Linked DNA regions of Hordeum vulgare: region 1 is linked to region 2. Evidence: chromatin contacts called from public Hi-C data. All regions are on one chromosome and are shown on one strand. Each heading gives the region's core, a stretch centred on a gene start, on an enhancer-like site or on the middle of the called end of the contact. The rest is flanking DNA. Distances are from core to core; before and after follow the strand shown. Region 1 has its middle 160 kb from the start of LOC123410563. Region 2 holds the start of LOC123410563 (PHD finger protein rhinoceros-like).

What was found. A called contact is a pair of places that touch in the nucleus more often than the background predicts.
Region 1: a Hi-C map of seedling shows a contact between it and region 2, with 2.7 times the contacts expected there. The contact joins the enhancer-like site here to the promoter of LOC123410563 in region 2. A contact is called at or near these places in 2 of 6 Hi-C or Micro-C datasets (leaf and seedling) and 1 of 1 datasets of contacts at active chromatin or transcription factors (embryo).

Annotation. Positions count from the first base shown.
Region 1 is chr7H:222,458,158-222,460,857 of MorexV3_pseudomolecules_assembly, reverse strand. No RefSeq gene overlaps it. Among protein-coding and RNA genes, the nearest start is that of LOC123410563, 160 kb to the right of the region's middle. Within about 2 kb of position 1,282, at least 3 of the 3 cell types and tissues checked have open chromatin away from gene starts, as enhancers often do. A contact at or near this core is called in leaf and seedling, where this site is marked.
Region 2 is chr7H:222,300,205-222,302,904 of MorexV3_pseudomolecules_assembly, reverse strand. LOC123410563 (PHD finger protein rhinoceros-like) reads left to right here and starts at 1,353. Exons shown (of 6, transcript XM_045103507.1): 1 at 1,353-2,182.

The DNA.
Region 1 (2,700 bases), core at 33-2,532, 160 kb before region 2:
ACAAAAAATAAGCTTTCAGCAATAGTGTTTTTGGAGCATAGATTTTGTCTTTTTTTTCCAGGCCTACATGAATGTTATTTCATCACAAAAATCTGTTTTTTTTCTATGATAAACATTGATAAAGATTTTAGCATTATAAAGAAATCCGTGAAAAGTAACATCCTTGGAGGTTTGGACAAAAAAAATGCTCTAAAATGATTTCAACAATTGTGTTTTCGGAGCATCGATTTTGTCTTTTTTCTCCAGGACTACATGAATGTCATTTCATCGCAAAAATTTGCAGACAGTTAAAACATTCATCAATGTTATTAGAAACTTTATCACAAAAAAAATGTTATTAAAAACTTATTTATTTTTATTTTTCTGAATTTTACTGTTCATCGGAGCTCAGGATCAAATACTCCGTGTCCCTAGAGTAAAATCAATTTTATGCACTGCTAGGACCGCCCAGTCGCTGATGCATGGTGATTCGCAGTGATACAGTGCCATCTGCAGTGACGCGGTTTGCTACAGGAATTTGTGTCAGCGATGTACTGGTGCGTTGATTTCTTTTCTCAATGGACACACACGTCCATCTGCGGGCGCTCCTTCGGCCGCTCTTCCCGCCCGGCACAACCCCAGCTGCCACGACGACTTCCTGCCCCTTCGCCGCGGTCGCCCCCCGTCCCCCATCATCCCCACGTACGTTTCCCTATCCTCCTCTCCGGCCGTCGGCCCGCTCGCTCCTCCCCCGGCTACGGCGGCGGGCGGCTTCTCCTAGGCGGACTGGGCCACAGAGGAAGACCTGGTCGATGCGCCCGCCGGTTTGGGGACAGGCTGGCCGAGGCCGTCTCACTGGCGTTGGTCGATGCTCCCCCTGCAGCCGTGCGGCATTGGTCCCCGCAGCGGACCCAGCCACCACCTTCCCCGTCGACCACTAGCAGTGGCCTGCGTGCCGGCCGTCGTAGTCGCGGGGCCCGAGCGCGCTCTTGGGGGGTGGTGGGCAGGGCCGACCGGGGTAATGCGGCGGTCTCGTGGCGGCGGGACGACGCTCCTGCTCCGCCGGCGTGGCTCCGCTTGCCGCCTGCAGCGGAGGTCCCGATCGGCGGGTGTGCGAGGGGGTACGATTCCGGGCTTTTCTTCCCTCGCCGCCGTGTCCTAGTCCGGCCGCTGGTGTTGGCTGGATCTGCGCCACGCCGCCATTCGCCTGCGGTACCGAGGGAAACCCTGGCTGGGCCGGTGCCTGCAATCTGGGCCGCAGGCATCGGGGGTGGCCCGCCTGTGCCTGTGCCTGCTATTGGGCCGTCTGGTGGATGACCTAGGGATAGGTCTGGCCTGCCCTCTGGGTGACATATAAGGGAGCTCCTGTCCCAACTGGGTCGGCCCAGCTTATTTTTTCTATTAAAAAATCAATATTTTTTTTCTATTTTTTTTTCTATTTTTGCTTTTTTTTTAAGTTTTTCTTTCTTTTTTTCCTTTTCTTTTCGTATTTGAAGCAAAGATATTTTTCGAATTTGAAGAATATTTTTTAAAAACCAGAACATTTTTTGAATTTATGAACGAAGTTTGAAAAATGATATCTTTTTTAAATTTTGAAACATTTTTTAAGAAAAAAGATAACGTCCACGCGTATGGCGTTTGTAAACCGTCCACACGCAAGAATGTACGTCTTGCACTAATCTTAGCATTTTATGACAATTTTTTGTGTCACGTAAGAAGGGGTTGGTGTGTGGGTGTTAAGGAGTTCGCCCACATGCCTGTTTCGCGTACGCCCACACGCGACTGTCAACCCGACGTGTGGCGAAACTGACGCCGCGCTCACACGTTCGCATGCTTGTCAGTTGTCATGTCTTCATAGTGAAACTGGCCGTGCCTGCATGCGTGTCAGTTGTCATGTCTTTCCAGTGTTATATGATAACTGAGTGGAACTGACCGTGATCGTATGCCTGTCAGTTGTCATGTCTTTCCCATGTCAACTAAGGTGGAACTATCGTGACCGCATGTCGGTCAGTTGTCATTTCTTCCACATGGCAACTAAGCGGAATTATCATGGCCGCATGCCTATCAGTTGACATGTTTTATCCATGACAACTGAGTGGAACTGTTGTGCTCGCATGCCTATCAGTTGTCATGTATTTTCAGTGTTACATTGCAACTAGTGAAACTGGTCGTGCCTGCATGTCTGTCAGTTGCCATGTCTTCCCAGCGTTACATGACAACTGAGTGGAGCTGGCCGTGCCCGCATGCCTATAAGTTGTCATGTCTTCCGAATGTTACATGACAACTGAGTGGAACTATCAAGGGGGGCACGTGAGGATCGCGAGGTGGCAGGCCGGATGTGCGGGTCGCGAGGCAGGAGGCTGGACACGTGGGCGTTAGCTGTTTTGCCCACACGCACACGTGTGGGCTGTTTCCCTTACACACCACACGAAACGTGTGGGGAGCACCTCTTAACGCCCACACGTGTGGATGTTATCAGAAACCTTTTTTAAAGGAAGAAGATTTAAAATTTAAGAAAATTTTTAAAGCACGACTATTTTTTGAATCTTGAGAACAAACTTTAAACCGAGAACAATTTTGAAAAATTGTGAAAAATTTAAAAGTGCGAGCAATTTTTTAAAATAAGAACATTTTTTAAATCTTGAGAACAAAATTTTGAAAAATAGAACAAATTTTGAAACCACAAACATTTTTTGAATTGTGAAAATAATTCAAATTTAT
Region 2 (2,700 bases), core at 104-2,603:
TTTCATTCTCAAAAAGCACCTAGGAGCACGTGCTAGAGCTGGTTTTTCACGAAGAGTCCACTTCCCTTCTCTCTCCTCTTCTCTCTCATCCAACTCAGCAAAAAAAATAAAGGCTTGTTTGGTTCATGACTAACTTTGACACAACTAACCTTAGGCAAAGTGTGGCTAACAAAATGAACACCACAAGTGTGGCAAGATTTGGTAAAAAATTGAGTGTATGACATGTGGACCATATAACTAGAAAAGTGTGGCAAGCCACAAGTGCGGCAATGAACCAAACACATGCCTAAGGTATTGTGGCATGACAACCTTAGGCCGGGAACCAAACAACCCATAATATTTTAATCCTTACAGCCTGCTGACCGTATCTTATTGTACTTGTTTTAAGTATGAACTATTATCCAGCAAGCATACTTGCGTGCATGGAATTTAGCTGTAGTTTTGGACGATGCACCTACATATATGCATAAAAATAGTCTGGCAATTGGTTTACCAACCGGCAGTGCATATGCGTCAGTATGCATATTATACAGTGGTTACGAGATCCCCATCAGTTAGTACCACTATCATCGAGGCAGCGACTGCATTATTATTCCCAACGCTGACCAAAATGCATATGCATGGGAATCATGGGATGGGGGCAACTCTGTCCGTCTTCTGTACTGTACTATCATGTCCGTCTTCTGTATCATATAAGTATCTTGGATTATGCAGCTCTACAGGATCTACAGAAATGTTCCTGATTCGTTAAAAATGATGGGACTTTTTTTGTAACTTGGATAAGGAAGAGCAGGCTCACTCAGTGGGTCACTGCGTTGTACGATTACAAGTAGTTTTCTTGAAGTCAAACTAGTGCATTCCTTCAATAATAATAATAAAAAAAGAGTCAAAAGTGTCGGCAATGAATACAGTTGTTAAGCTGGGTGCTGCAGCCGGTGCTACCGTTGAGTCGTTGACCAAAGAAATTTTAGTTGCCGCTGGAAAAGCACACTTGTGCTCGGTAAGAAACAAGAACGAGCAAAAAAATCTCTTTGTCCTCCTTTGGTTTGAAGGAATCTTATAGGAATTATATAGGATAGGATTTCTATAGAAAAATAAATACTTTAAAGCCTTTTGGTTTGTAGGAACAGACTCCTATTACTATGGAGATTCTTTTTATATCCTTCACTTTTCATAGGAAAATAACATTAGCCTAAAGAAAATAAACCATTTGATGTAAATCAGAGGGCATCTTCTTTTCTAATCCTATTCATAGGATTTAAGATAGCACATGCATCTCAATTACTATGAATTTTCTATTTTTATTATTTTTTACCCTATTATATACCAAAGGAGGCCTTACATTGTCAAAGAAGTAGTTCAGAAATGTCTTGATTTTATTTTTTTGAGCCGTGACAGTAGAATAATTGTTCGACGGAAATTTTGAAAAATATTACTAGTGTGACAAGCGAGAACAAATAGTACTACTAGTACCAGAACTCATGTTTGTACGCTTTCCTTGTAATGCCACGTTGCTCATAATTCACACATGTCACTGAACTTGGGACCTTTTTCTTAAAAGGTTCACTGTTTTTTTATGTTTGTAACAAAAGATTTTTACCCATGCATGTCCTGGGAACTCTGCCTTGCTCCCATGGAAAGGAAAGCGACGCCTGACCTTAACCAAACCCATACCCACTGACTCCCCGGTCCCAGCCCAAGGATACGGGCCCCCTAGACACAGAGCGCTTTTGCACGCCACAATAGAACAGTGTTGCTGATCTAAAAAAAACAGTGTAGTAGAACAGTGCTGCCTTGCCCTTCCCCTCTTTCTTTCTCTGTGCCTGCTGCTGCTACTGCTCGCTGACCGCGTGCGCTCAGCTCGAAGACCTTCTCTCCCCTCCCTCTTCTCTTCTCCTGACAAACAAACCATCTCATCTCATTTTGGAGAGAGAGAGAAGAGAGAGAGAGAGGCACCGTCGCGGAGGGCCAACGGGAGGGATTCTTGGATGTGACAAGCCGAGCTTTCCCGATCAAAGCAGGCCGCGAAAGCCGCCTCCCTCGCTCTTCCATAGAAGGCACGAGAAGAAGCAGTCGTCTTCTCCGCAGCGCACACCCGTCCTCCCCTCTTCCTCTTCACTTCACGGGAAGAAGAGCTAGGATCATCTGTGGCTCACGGGACTCACCAGGCTTGCCTCAAGAGGTGCGTGCGTCTGTACTCTGTACATGTCTTGCCTTCCTGATCCTCGCCTCCTTCAGTCCTTCTCCAAAGCAGGGAGATTTGTCAATGTATCATCTTTGCATTTTTCTCCTCTTCCTCCCCTCAACATGTTCTTCCCCGGGAGGTTGGTTGGGCGAGCGGTTAGCGTTGCTCCCTTTATTTCATTTGATTGATGATTTGATTCTGGGGCATCAGACAACTACATTTGCCATGTGCCGTATGCTTCAGCAGTGCCTGCCAGTGCCAAGTCTCAACATAACCACTTGTTCTGCTCAAGATTCGCTGCTTCACCCCGTCCCTTTTACCTCTGTTTGTTTATATGAAGTTCTGGGCTGGGCTGGGATGGAAGATAGGGCTGCTTTGGCTGTGTTGCTGGATCTGCTCATTTGTGCTCCTGTTTATCTTCCCACTGCCACTGAATCAATCAAACCCCTTCCTTAAAACACCCTAACACTGTCCGTCCCTACTCTCTCTCTCCAGCAGCAACAGTTGCTGGCATT